Linked DNA regions of Gossypium hirsutum: region 1 is linked to region 2. Evidence: chromatin contacts called from public Hi-C data. All regions are on one chromosome and are shown on one strand. Each heading gives the region's core, a stretch centred on a gene start, on an enhancer-like site or on the middle of the called end of the contact. The rest is flanking DNA. Distances are from core to core; before and after follow the strand shown.

The links. Hi-C and Micro-C count contacts between places; a contact is called where the count stands out from the background.
Region 1: a Hi-C map of leaf shows a contact between it and region 2, with 1.7 times the contacts expected there. The contact joins the promoter of LOC107949649 here to the enhancer-like site in region 2. A contact is called at or near these places in 11 of 34 Hi-C or Micro-C datasets (anther, callus, cotyledon and 3 more).

The regions. Positions count from the first base shown.
Region 1 is chrD03:43,048,434-43,051,345 of Gossypium_hirsutum_v2.1, reverse strand. It overlaps LOC107949649 (peptidyl-prolyl cis-trans isomerase CYP26-2, chloroplastic), which reads right to left and starts at 1,302. Exons shown (of 2, transcript XM_016884380.2): 1 at 192-1,302; 2 at 1-59. The coding sequence starts at 1,051.
Region 2 is chrD03:42,944,410-42,947,158 of Gossypium_hirsutum_v2.1, reverse strand. It overlaps the pseudogene LOC107949652. Among protein-coding and RNA genes, the nearest start is that of LOC107949651, 4.3 kb to the left of the region's middle. Within about 2 kb of position 1,423, at least 6 of the 9 cell types and tissues checked have an H3K27ac peak or open chromatin away from gene starts, as enhancers often do. A contact at or near this core is called in cotyledon and leaf, where this site is marked.

The DNA.
Region 1 (2,912 bases), core at 53-2,552, 100 kb before region 2:
GACGATTGAAGCCTCTTTCTGCCACAACAGCTCTTTTATCGCCTATTAGCTTGGCCACTCTGCTCACCAAACACAAAGCATCTATTTTTAGTCTAAATGGTCCCAACTCCCAAAGAAATGTTGAATCAACCTCTCTGAGGCAGATCACATTCAATTAACAAAATCAAATTGCCATGAGTCGGAAAGCATACCTGAAATAAGGAGAAGCAGTGTTCTCTTGAACAGTCTTGACTTGTCCAATTCTCTTTACAACCTCCATTCCATCCAACACTTGTCCAATTACAAGAGCAGAAGCATCCAGTTCTGGTGAATCCATGATAGAAATCACAAACTCTGTGCCATTAGGATCGGTTCCAATCTCCTCTTCATCAATCTCCAGCTTCCCCTTTCGTGCAACCAGCTTTAGCTTGGGAGGCGGCTTGGAGGGATCCCTCACCAGTATGCTCACCGTTCCAGCCAAGTTCTTAACTCCTGGACACTTTTCATACTCTCTCTCCCACTCCTCTCGCAAATTTTCAACGGCCAGATTGCTTCCACTTCTCTTGGCAAGCTCAGCATCAACACCATATGATCTCAACCCACCATGTTGCACGTAGTTTGGCATAATCTTAACGAACTCTTTTCGTCTGTAGCTAATTCCAGCAGCTCCACTAACTATACTACCAAACGTGGCTGCCCCTACCGGAACATCATCTCCATATAGTCCAATAACAATGCGGCCAACGGGCTCTCCATCAATTGCTATATCAAGAAAAGCTCGTTTGGTAGGAACTTTGTTGCTGCAGTTAGGATTAGGGGTAGCAACATTCTCTTCTTTCTGTTGATTATCGTTGGGTGAACTTTCTTCAGCCTTTGCCTTAGACTCAAGGGCTTGAGAACCTAAGAGAAGAAGCAGTGAGGAGTTGCTACAAATTGTAAGCTCTCGCCGGGAGATTTTGAACTGTTTCAGAATGGGAAAACAAGTGGAATGGAGCTGTGGGAGAGGGGCAGCTGAAGTTGGAGGTTGAAGTAGCTGTGGGGTGGGTTGTAAGAATTTAAGATTCTGTAACATATCTCTTTATTCACTGCTTTGGGCTCCTTTCTTTGAGGGGGTTGATTTTGCTTCACTGCCTCAGCAGAGAAGAACTCTTCTACTACTTACAAAATTCTAATTGATTTATTGTTTAAAATAATATGATATGCTCTCCTTGCATAGATTCTTGAGGATAAGGAAAATGCTAAGTCAATCCCTCTAATATGCAAATGCTTTATTTTTTGTGGTGCCTATTCCACAAGCTACCAATTATATGGTTGTTCACGTTAAGCCTGATATCGCTATGGGCCATTTTTTTAACTATTTTAAGCCTACTCATACTTTATTTGTTTATTTTTATTACAAGGAGGCAACAGGAAATAAAAAATCTTAACATTTTTCTCTTCTTTTTTTTTCCGTGTGATAACTATTGTTGCTTGTTTATTTAAAATGAAAATCGTAATGGAAGTGCTAAATTGCAGTGGTCACTATAACTCATTACTGCGAAAATTGTGTTGTAACAGTCCGTTTTTCAGTGGTGTTGGAAACAGTAGTTTACAAATCACAAATTTGATGAGAGAATCCACCAATATTATTATTTAATATTTACGAGTCAAATATAGTATTATAGTGAATTTTGAATTGAAATTTTTAGTTAATTGAATGATTAGTTAAGTCAAGTGGTTTTAGAAAATGAGATATCGAGACCTCGTTTCTATAAACCAAGCCCGTAAATATTTTTATTAAATATTTACAGAGTGATTATATAGGTGTATTAAAATTTGGTTAGGTAATTTTGGCGTTTAGTTAGTTAATTAAAGAAAAAGAACTAAATCGTAAGGGTTACGAAAGTTAGAATTTATTAGTTAAAAGTGTTAAATAGCTATTAAACTTTAAAGTTGTGGCTTTAAATGATAATTATACCTATTCTAATTGTAGTGGACGGCTAAGGGTTAGATGTTTGTTAAATTTGCATGTTCTATTAAAAGGGCAAGTAAGTAATTTATTAAATAAAACTTAAATTTAATATATGTAAGAATAGTATCATCTTCCTTAATGGAATTCTCCACCTAAATATCAAATATCAGAATAGAAACACCATTGAAGGTGTTTGGTTTTGGCTGGACTAAAATCTAATTGCATGGTATGTAAATTCTTGCTCGATTTTGATAATTTTTATGCTTTTGAGATCATTGTAATTTAATATAGCTAGTACAATGACTAATTTGTGAAATTAGCAAAGTATAGAAAATAGACCATTGGTAAGTTTAAATGATTTGGATGTTAATTGTAGAATATGATATTTGGGTGTTTAATAGAAATATTTTGTTAAGTGATTTTGTATAATTTTCAAGTTTAAGGGTTTAATTGAAAATGAAATAAATTAGACATGATTTTCTTGTGAAATTTTAGCATGTGACAACCAATTTGGGATATTTGTAATTTTGTTATAACGGTTATAAAGTTTAATTATGTGAAATAAGCTTGTTTTGGTCTTAAAGACCAAATTGAATAAAATGTAAATGTTTGGGCTCTAATGTGAAAAATTGTAAATAGAAAGTTGTATGTATTAAATTGAATAGTATATGAAATTGAGGCTAATAATTGAAATAAATTATATCATAGATCAAGAACAAGTAGATAACTGAGGAAAATGGAAAGTAGCTAAATAGTCCCTGAATCTTTACCGTTAGTATAATTTATCCCTGATAAGTTCGTTTGGTTTATTTTGATATATTTTACAATATGAATTAAATGAGAATTTAGTTGTTGATTGTTAAATTAAATATTTCGATATTAAATTAGCATGAATGAGAATACTAAATTATTAGACTTGGTTTAGCGGTAATATCTCCTGAGCCGATGAACGTAGGATAGAGTACGATTGACATGCCAATAG
Region 2 (2,749 bases), core at 174-2,673:
GAATAAATTGAGTTAAGTTGATTAATGTGTCTAAATTCGACCTGGGAATTAACTTTGTTCTATCCAAAGCTATTATTTGAGCTTAGTCTTACCCGAAACCCATTAAAGATTTCAAATTTGAATTGATAACTTTACCCTTAAAGTCGATAAACTCTAAACCTCTTCCTACTTAGATTGCAGGAAATATATGCAAGGCCTCTTACTTGAAGACATGATATGTTTTCCTAGTGAAAATGCTATTTATAAGATTTTAATAAGGTGTTAGGTTTTTCAATTCAAATAATTATAAGATAAGGTGTTGGTTTTTGAATGTTATACCTAAGCTAAGCCCGTAATGTTGAAAATTATATAGGATTTTTCGATCTATCCGTAAATCACGGCAATTAGCATTAAAATTCTTTAATTCCAAGCTCACCCCCCAAGACAACATTCCAAGCCACTTGTACAGTAGATCACGGTAGTTAATGATTTAGCAAAATAAAAAGGGTAACAGAGCTCAATGTCTAAGCACCGTCCATTATAGCAATGAGAACACGATCTTGTTGCCAATAAAAACTTTCATTCATATTCATATTCATATTCTTACACTTAAAAAAGGGATTCAAGACCAAACCACATGACAAAACTGACCAAAAGCTAGCCCTCTAAAGTAAACCATGACTACAACTGGACCACTTTTTTTTTTCCAACTTTACTGCAAGAGCAACTAGCGGCTAGGTTGATCACTGCTTGGAGGCAAACTGGTTAACCAATGACAAAGCATTGCTGGTGACTTGAGCGACATTAATGACTCGAGCTCCGATGGAGGCCTTAATCTTACCATCCAAAGCCCTTCCTGCGAACCCATCAACACAAGTGTTCTCATCGGTTAGTGCAGCACTAACCCAGGTCTCCACATTGCTAACGTGCCACAAGAAATCCTGACCCTTGGCTTGACCCATGTACTTGAGCTCTTGTACTGATTTGCTCAGCCTGTGCACGCTCTCACTCATCTCCTCAATGCAATCTTTGATTGCTTCATATTCCCTCCTCTTAAGTCCCCTGAATTTCTTCATTTTGGAGACGAATGCCTGGGTGGACTTAGTCCTCTCTAGGCTCACCGAAAGGGCAGTCTGAGCCAGTTGGCGTGGGCTCCGCTGGATTGAAGGGGCAAAAGCTGCGAGAGATTGGATGCAAAGTGATGGATATTAGGTGGCACTACATGAAGCCTTGATGAAATTTGAGGCACCTGATCTTGCAGCAGTTGGAGATCTGGCCTCGCAAACAATGCATAGAAGCGAAAGCAAGAGAAAAGTAATGGAGGGACTTGCCATTCTTCTTCAATAGCTTTAGAAATTTGAGAAGGGGGTTATAGAAAGGAGACTGACAGGGTTTTATATTTATAGAAGGTGAAGGTGGAGATAAACTTAGACTGACAATATGTTCTGACACGCGGCAATTTGCTTTAAGTTGAACGCGTGTAATGCTGGATTCTCTAGCCAATGCCTCAATGAGGACACAACCTCCATTAAGATTTAAGAATATAGTAAAAGTGTTATTATTTTTGTGGTTTTGTCAATAAGATCTAGGCTCAGGCTCTCAGTCTTTTACTCGTCTCTTCACATTGGATTAAATTAAATACAGGTAGGTCCTTTTGAATAAAAATAAAATAAAATCCTTGACCTAAAGCTACCGACTTGGAAGAGGGAAAGAAAAGGAATGGGAAACGGTGAGGAGGTGGGGTCTTGCAGCTATCCATTTTATATATGCAAGTCTGTAAAGATAATAAAATTACTTTTTTTTTTAAAATATTTTTTTATATTTACTTTTTTTAATCTGAATCTCTTAAATCTATTTTTAAAAAAACCTTAACCCACAAATTAATATTTACACTTTTTTAATTTGATATTTAATTTTTCTTTATAAATAGTATTTTATTTTTTATTATTTATTTTATATCTATTAAAAAAATTTCAACCAATAATAAATTGCCTCATCATATAAAAATATTTTTTATTATTTTATTATTTCCTTTTTTCTATTGTCTTTTTTCCCTTTCTTCTTCTTTTATAATATCTGGCAAAGCCAACAATGCTCGAAATTTTCCCTCCCTCTTAAGATTGAGACGCTGACAATTAATTCTATTTTTGAACTTCATCGCCTACTTGTTCGACTTAACGGAATAGAAATAATTCATTCATAGATCAAAACTAGTCTATTCAGAATTGAACTGCCCAGTTGCATCGGGTATCAACTAGGGTACTGATTTAAAGATAAGAGTTGATCAAATTGACTTGCAAACCAATACAAACTAGTTGAACCGAGCTAGAAAAAGTGTTGAACCAATTTTCACTATTTTTAAATTTTTAATAATTTATTTGATCGAATCAATCAAACTAGGAATTGGTGGCTAGACGGCTTTGACCATCAATCTGGTTTTTAAAACCTTGATCAAAATCATGAAGTTCTAAATGCTTACATTTGTAGAAGAAGCTCAAGATGAGAGAGGATGAAAAAAGAAAAATAATATTTTTTTTATCTTTTTTTTTGGCATGGCATTTTTTAATTGGTTATCTTTTTTTGTTAAATAGATTTAATGGTTTGACTAACCATCGAATTAATAGAGATACCAACTTGGAAAAAAAATTTAGTCACCACTTGTGAAAAATAATGTTTAGGTACACAAATGAAAAATAATGACATAATTTAAGTAGTATTTTGTAGGTTAAGCATTTTTTAAATAAACTTAATGGTTTGACTAATGGAGGTA